Regions from separate parts of the Manis javanica genome. Here region 2 is linked to region 1. Evidence: chromatin contacts called from public Hi-C data. All regions are on one chromosome and are shown on one strand. The core of a region is the stretch at or near the end of the contact, and the rest is flanking DNA. Distances in the headings are between cores, read along the strand shown. Region 1 holds the start of VCPKMT (valosin containing protein lysine methyltransferase). Region 2 holds the start of ARF6 (ARF GTPase 6).

Evidence for each region. Hi-C and Micro-C count contacts between places; a contact is called where the count stands out from the background.
Region 2: a Hi-C map of blood shows a contact between it and region 1, with 6 times the contacts expected there. The contact joins the promoter of ARF6 here to the promoter of VCPKMT in region 1. A contact is called at or near these places in 2 of 2 Hi-C or Micro-C datasets (blood and fibroblasts).

What each region holds. Positions count from the first base shown.
Region 1 is chr8:49,013,996-49,017,011 of MJ_LKY, forward strand. It overlaps VCPKMT (valosin containing protein lysine methyltransferase), which reads left to right and starts at 1,401. Exons shown (of 6, transcript XR_012120524.1): 1 at 1,401-2,145; 2 at 2,243-2,342. SOS2 (SOS Ras/Rho guanine nucleotide exchange factor 2) reads left to right here. Exons shown (of 22, transcript XM_073211280.1): 22 at 1-1,263. The coding sequence ends at 70.
Region 2 is chr8:49,241,075-49,244,395 of MJ_LKY, forward strand. It overlaps ARF6 (ARF GTPase 6), which reads right to left and starts at 1,943. Exons shown (of 2, transcript XM_037016243.2): 1 at 1,813-1,943; 2 at 1-1,383. The coding sequence starts at 903. The coding sequence ends at 376.

The sequences.
Region 1 (3,016 bases), core at 151-2,650:
CAAACGGGAGCTTTCGCACCCCCCATCGTATAGACTGCCTTTGCTGGAAAATGCAGAAACTCCTCAATGACTTTAGCCATATGTAGTCATTGACACTGGAATGGTATTTGTAAAGGTTTTTTTTTTAATTTATTCAAGAAAAGGCATAATATTTTAGTACTTTTTACAAATAATGCTCTTACAAAAATGCTACTGATCAAATAAGCTTTTAAAAATTGGAAAATAAAAATACAAGTCTTTTACTGTTCTCCTCAGGTGATCAGTAGCATTGCTTTGTCTTGGATCTTCAGTGCTGCCAAAAGGCCAGTATAAAGAATTTATATTTGCACTGTAGAATCTGCTAAAATAATGGTTTAAAGCGACATTGATTGCACTGAAAAGGGATAGTGCATTGTGGAATTTTTCAAATTTGAGTAATAGATGCCTTTTTAAGGCAATGAATTTACACAATTGGGGGTGTATGGTGTTAGGGATTTTTAAACCTATTTAAACCTATCTTCTAGTTTTTACTTTTAGTTTTTACATTTAAAATTATGAATAATACCCATTGTTCTTAAACTCTTTAATGCCATGTCTTAAATGTCAGAATTTGCTGCTGAAGACAAAAATGAAAAATAGAATGAAAATAATAGAATGCATTGTTTGTCAAAATGTAAACAAAGACTACCTAACCTAATCATAAGAGGGAAAAAGGGCATGTATCTCATTCAGATGTGCCTTTTTGTTTTTGCAGACTAGGTGTCTTTAGCTAATGAGTTGATTATTATTTTGGAAAAAAAAGTTAATATGCCATGTATGTACAGTTTTGTTTATATTGTATATTTAAAGATAACTGCTAATACCCTATAGAGATTTAAGTGACTTGAGGCCTATAATACAATCTGCTATTTTATTTACTAATTAAAAAATTAAGAGGAAAAGTTTCTTATGGCATAGGAACCAACTACCTTGCCTTCAAAACCTAGTAACTTTATAAATCTTGTGTTAACTAAAATTTTTTTAAAATATTTTTTTAAATTGGTAATATTTAAACCAGCAAATACTTAAAGCTTTATTAAACTTTTTAATCAGAGAAGTAAAACTTTAGCCATTTGGACTCATTCGTTGAAATTGATGGAAAGTGTTTTGCTGATAGTGCTGTAGCAGCAATTGTAAAGAAGCTAAAAGCCACGTTATCTATTGACTGGTCTGTGGCCTTTTACTGTGCTTTGTATCAGAGTTCTTAACAAGATTAATAAATCACCCCAGTCTTAATTTTTAAAAGACTTTTAAAATACGGGTGTTCATTGTAAGGAACAAGGGGGGAGATTGTTATGTAGAAATATATATATGTACACATTATTTTCAGCATTTTGTGCAAATTACACAATCCCAAAGAATTTAATGTAAATTTGAGGGATAACTTTGTCTTCAGTTAAACGCAGTTATCAAGCTTCCAGCAATTGCTTTTATAAATCCAGATGAAAAATTAGGAACATGCCAGGAAAGGATTATAGCCTTCCTTGGGTAGGACCTTGGAAGCTGCCTGGATTTAAGGCTAATTACTGTGACAAGCGATCTCCACAACCAGGTAAGGATGGCTTTATTTTTAAAGAACAGATCATGATATTAGTTCTCTGTGTAAGAGTGACTTAAAACTGTTTGTTAAACCAGACTTTAAATTTAGAGGAGCGTGTATATCCACCGTTTAGCGGAAGCCGGCGGCCCTACTCCTGGCTACGCCCAGGTAACACTGCCTTCCGGCCTTCGGCCTTCGCGCACGCGCCGTGGTGCCAACTCCGCCCCCCGGAGGTGCCGGGCCCCTCGCAAGGCGGGGCCGCAGGGCGGTGCGCTTGGTAGTGACGTCATTGCGTGCGCCGCATTCTGTTGCCGGGCAGCGATGGCGACAGCCCCGGAGTCCTCCGTGGAGGACCCTCTGCAGAACTTTGTGCGAATTTTGGAGAAGCGAGATGGCACAGTATTACGACTGCAACAGTATGGCTCCGGAGGCGTAGGTTGTGTTGTTTGGGACGCTGCTATTGTACTTTCTAAATACCTGGAAACGCCCGGGTTTTCCGGCGATGGGACCCACGTTCTTTGCCGGCGGTCGGTGCTGGAGCTGGGCTCCGGTACCGGGGCAGTGGGGCTCATGGCTGCTACCCTCGGGTAAGAGCTGGCGGGATGGGGCGCCGCTTTGTTCGAGAAACCTGGATCACAGGCTACCCACCCGTGTGCCTACACTTCAGTTGATGTTATTTTATAGGGCAGATGTTGTAGTCACCGATCTTGAGGAATTACAAGACTTGCTGAAGATGAATATTAATATGAACAAGCATCTTGTCACTGGTTCTGTTCAAGCCAAGGTACTGAAATGGTTTGTATGGCCTTTAAGCTTGTTTTAAGATAATGATTTGTATTTTGCTTTAAATTTCGTTTCACTGAAAGCATGTTTAATACGAAGGGGACTTTATTAGTCTTGTTGGTAAAATTTTTAAGTCATTAAAGCAACAGATAAAATATTTGATTGACATTTTTAAGGGGGGAAGAAATAGAGGACTTTACTTCTCCGCCAGACTACATACTGATGGCTGACTGCATATACTATGAAGAGGTAAGTATTCAGCGAGTGAGGTCTCTTTCTTTAGAAGATATACTGTATTTGGTGGGTCCCAAAGCACACGTTTTTTTACATTTTAACATCTCTGAATACGGGATATTTGTCCTACAGTTGATAACACAGTGAAGAGAAAATAAAAGCCACCGAGGACTACCTATATACATATACACTCATGATTAACGTATAGGCCTGTGAAGCCTGTTGAGAAAAAGTGTTATGAGCATTTTACTAGAGATTTCTGTAAAATTTTTAAAGGATTTTGCCATTCAGATCTGTTATGAAAACCAAAAATTACATTTTTTTACTTAAATGTTCCTAGTGAACATATTAACCATGACATTGAGAATTGAGTTGCATTGCAAGAAGTTATTTGTTCTGTGGAAGGATTGACTCAGAATGAGTTTTTTTTAGATATGACTT
Region 2 (3,321 bases), core at 693-3,192, 230 kb after region 1:
AAAAGAAAAAAAGCATACACTGGGAAAAAAAAGATTCTTTCAAAATAAAAAAAAAATCAAACCATTATTATAAAGGACTTTACCAGACTTATTTTACCCCCATCCCATTTGCTGTAAGTCGGCAAGAGCATCTAGCACTTTGTGTTCACGTGAAATGTCGTTTATCAGGGCGTCCTAAAGCAAAGCAAAAAAGGAAAAAAGAAAAAAGAAAATAAAAAGAAAACCCCTAACCCCCGCCCAAACCGTAAGAACAGTAACTCCAGAGTTCAAATTCAAAAGAGGAGAATGTGGCAATTGAAAGAGGTGATGGTGGTGATAATCCTATGAATGGGTTTTTGATTTCTCTCCTTCCGGGGGATGGGTGAAGAATGCTCATTAGGATTTGTAGTTAGAGGTTAACCATGTGAGGCCCTCGTAGAGTCCGTCCCCTGAGGTGGCACAGGAGGGCTGCACATACCAGTTCCTGTCCCGAATCCGGGTCAGGCCCAGTTTCTCCTGGATCTCGTGGGGTTTCATGGCATCAGGCAGGTCCTGTTTATTGGCGAAGATGAGGATTATGGCGTCCCTCATCTCCCGATCATTGATTATACGGTGCAGCTCCTGGCGGGCCTCGTCGATGCGGTCGCGGTCGGCGCAGTCCACTACGAAGATCAGACCCTGGGTCCCGGTGTAGTAATGCCGCCAGAGAGGCCGGATCTTGTCCTGACCGCCTACATCCCATACGTTGAACTTGACGTTTTTATAAGTCACCGTCTCCACGTTAAAACCCACGGTGGGGATGGTGGTCACCGACTGGCCCAGCTTCAACTTGTACAGGATTGTTGTCTTGCCGGCCGCGTCCAGGCCCAACATGAGGATCCGCATTTCCTTGTTCCCGAAGATCTTAGAGAGCACCTTCCCCATCGCGTCGGAGGAGCCGGGGCCGGGGGCATCCAGGTGTCCCGGGTCCCCTCAGCCAACAACACCGCTGCCGCCGCCAAACAGAAACGAAGCCTCCCGGCCGCGAGGGCACCCGTGCGGCCTGCGTGGGAGCTGCCTCCTCGGGGCAGGGGCCCGGACCCGCCGTTCACTCAGGCATCACCGACCGCACAACTTGGCTTCCCCACTCGCGGCCCCGCCGGGGCCCTGCGTCTGCGCCAGGAGAGCCGCCGCCCTGCTGAGGCGCGGCCGGCCCGGAACTGCCCTTCCCCCCGCAGGCGCCGCGCGAGCGCCTCCGCGGTGCCCGCTCCTCCGCCTTCTCTTCTCTCCTCCGCGGGACACTGCGGCCCTCTGGCTCGCTCGCCGGTCGAACAGCCGGGCTCACCACCGACCCAGGCCACCCGAGTCAGTTCGGCTCCGGCGCCTCGTTAGGTCATTGATCCTCGCGGGAACTCGGTGCTCTGCCTGCAGAGAAACATTAAGAAAAAGGGGAGTTACTGACCGAAAGCTAGAGGGAGACGGAAGCTGAGGTGGCCCACCTTTCCAGTTCGGCCCACAAGGTTACCTCCAGCCGCCGCCCCGAGCGAGGGCTACCTCCGGCCTCCACCACCGCCTCCCAGTTCTGCCGCCGCCGCCGCCGGAAAAGGCGCCGAAGAGACCGCTTCACTTCCCCTCCCCACCACGCAGGCGCAGCAGAGGCCGACCGTTCAGACAAGAGCGACCTCTGTAAAGAGAGCGGCCCGCGCGCCAAACGTCATGGGCGCCACGCGGGGAGGGGCGGGGCTACGGCGGCTCGGCGGGCTCACAGGGCCGGTTAGCCCCCAGACCCGCGATACTTGGACTCTGACCCTCGCCCGCCTGCCGCTGCTCTAGTCTCTTCCCTTCTCTCCTTACCTATTACGCGCCCTCTTATGCCTCCACCGCGACTCGAATCAGAAGTAAATACGCTGGGGAGCTCCGCTGGGTGGGGCCAACGGGCAGCTTGCTCGCCAGACGAACGCCTCCTCCCGCTGCTTCCAGGCCTGTGCTCAGACTTCAGTGCCCGCCCGATGCTCCACGAGTTCCCTCCCCGGCGCTCTAGGCTTCGCGCGCCCCCAGTGTTCCAGGGAAGCCCTACCCGCTGTTTTTACCTTTACCCCAACTCCTCCGTGGCTTCCTTTGTCTCTCGTTTTCTGTGCGTTTCTTGGAAGACACGTCGGGCCAGTTGTGTGAAATCTGCCAGTGTGGCGCTTTTACTAGGCTTGGGTTTGCTTGGAAACCTTTCTTTGGAGTATTTGAGCCATCTCGTCAGGACTAGTCCATGTTTCTTTAAAAGTATTATCAAGAGTTCCCGTGCCTTGCCGCGTTTTCAACTTTTTAGAAGGTGATATCTTTTCACGTTTAAATGTCACTTTTAATGTGATTAGCAGAACCTTCTCACCCACCCATCCCATACTTTAAAGAAGCCTAGATGAAACAGTCTTAGCATAGGATTTAGAATCAGAAAGACTACATCTTTGGCCAGGATCTAGGCATTTAACCTTGCTACATTTGTTATCTCGTGTGTAAACAGTGTAATACTGACCTTGCTCTCTGCACCCACTTGAGGTTGAAATAATAGAATGTTTGTGGAAGACTTTAGGAAACCTTGTATCAAATGGTTAGTGACAAGTTTGACTTAAAAGAAGGTGAAAGCCTAAAAAACTTGAAACCCAAGGGGAGCAAAAACAGGAAATTTTTTTTTTAAAGGAAAATGCTATAACAGCGTTTATGGTAACTTTATTTCACAATTTAAGAAAATTTGATGATGACAGGTTGAATAAATGATAACCTTATAAAATTCAGTGTGAAATATACTTACTGAAGTTGTTAATATTCTGACAGTGGTCTGTACTTCCATCTGCCTTATTTTACACTGTCATAAAGCTGAAAAAAGTTTTGGAGTCAGATAAGGGTTCAGAGTGTCTCCCCTCCATTTTAAAGTTGTGCATTCTTAAGTCACAGCCTTTGTAATCTTCATTTTCTTTATCTGTAAAATCGGAGAATGATAGCACTAATGACAATAGTCAACATTTATTGAGTGTTATGATAAACACTGTACTAAATACTTTATATGTCTTACTTTAATCCACACAGCAACCATATGAGGTAACTTTGACTATTAATATTTTATATATGAGGAAACCAAGGGTCAGAGAGGTTGTGATGTTTTGAAAGTCACAGAGCTGAGATTAAATTATGAATCAACAGTTTATCCTCTTAATCCAAAAATTATGTTGTCTTTCTCTGACTACTTCACAGAGTTGTTCGAAGCTCAATTACTGTATTTCTTCAAATGTTTTAAATTATAAAGTGTCATAGTAGTTACTGTTATATTTAAGGGAGGAATTTTTTTGTATGTCACAAATAAAGGTGAGTATTGTA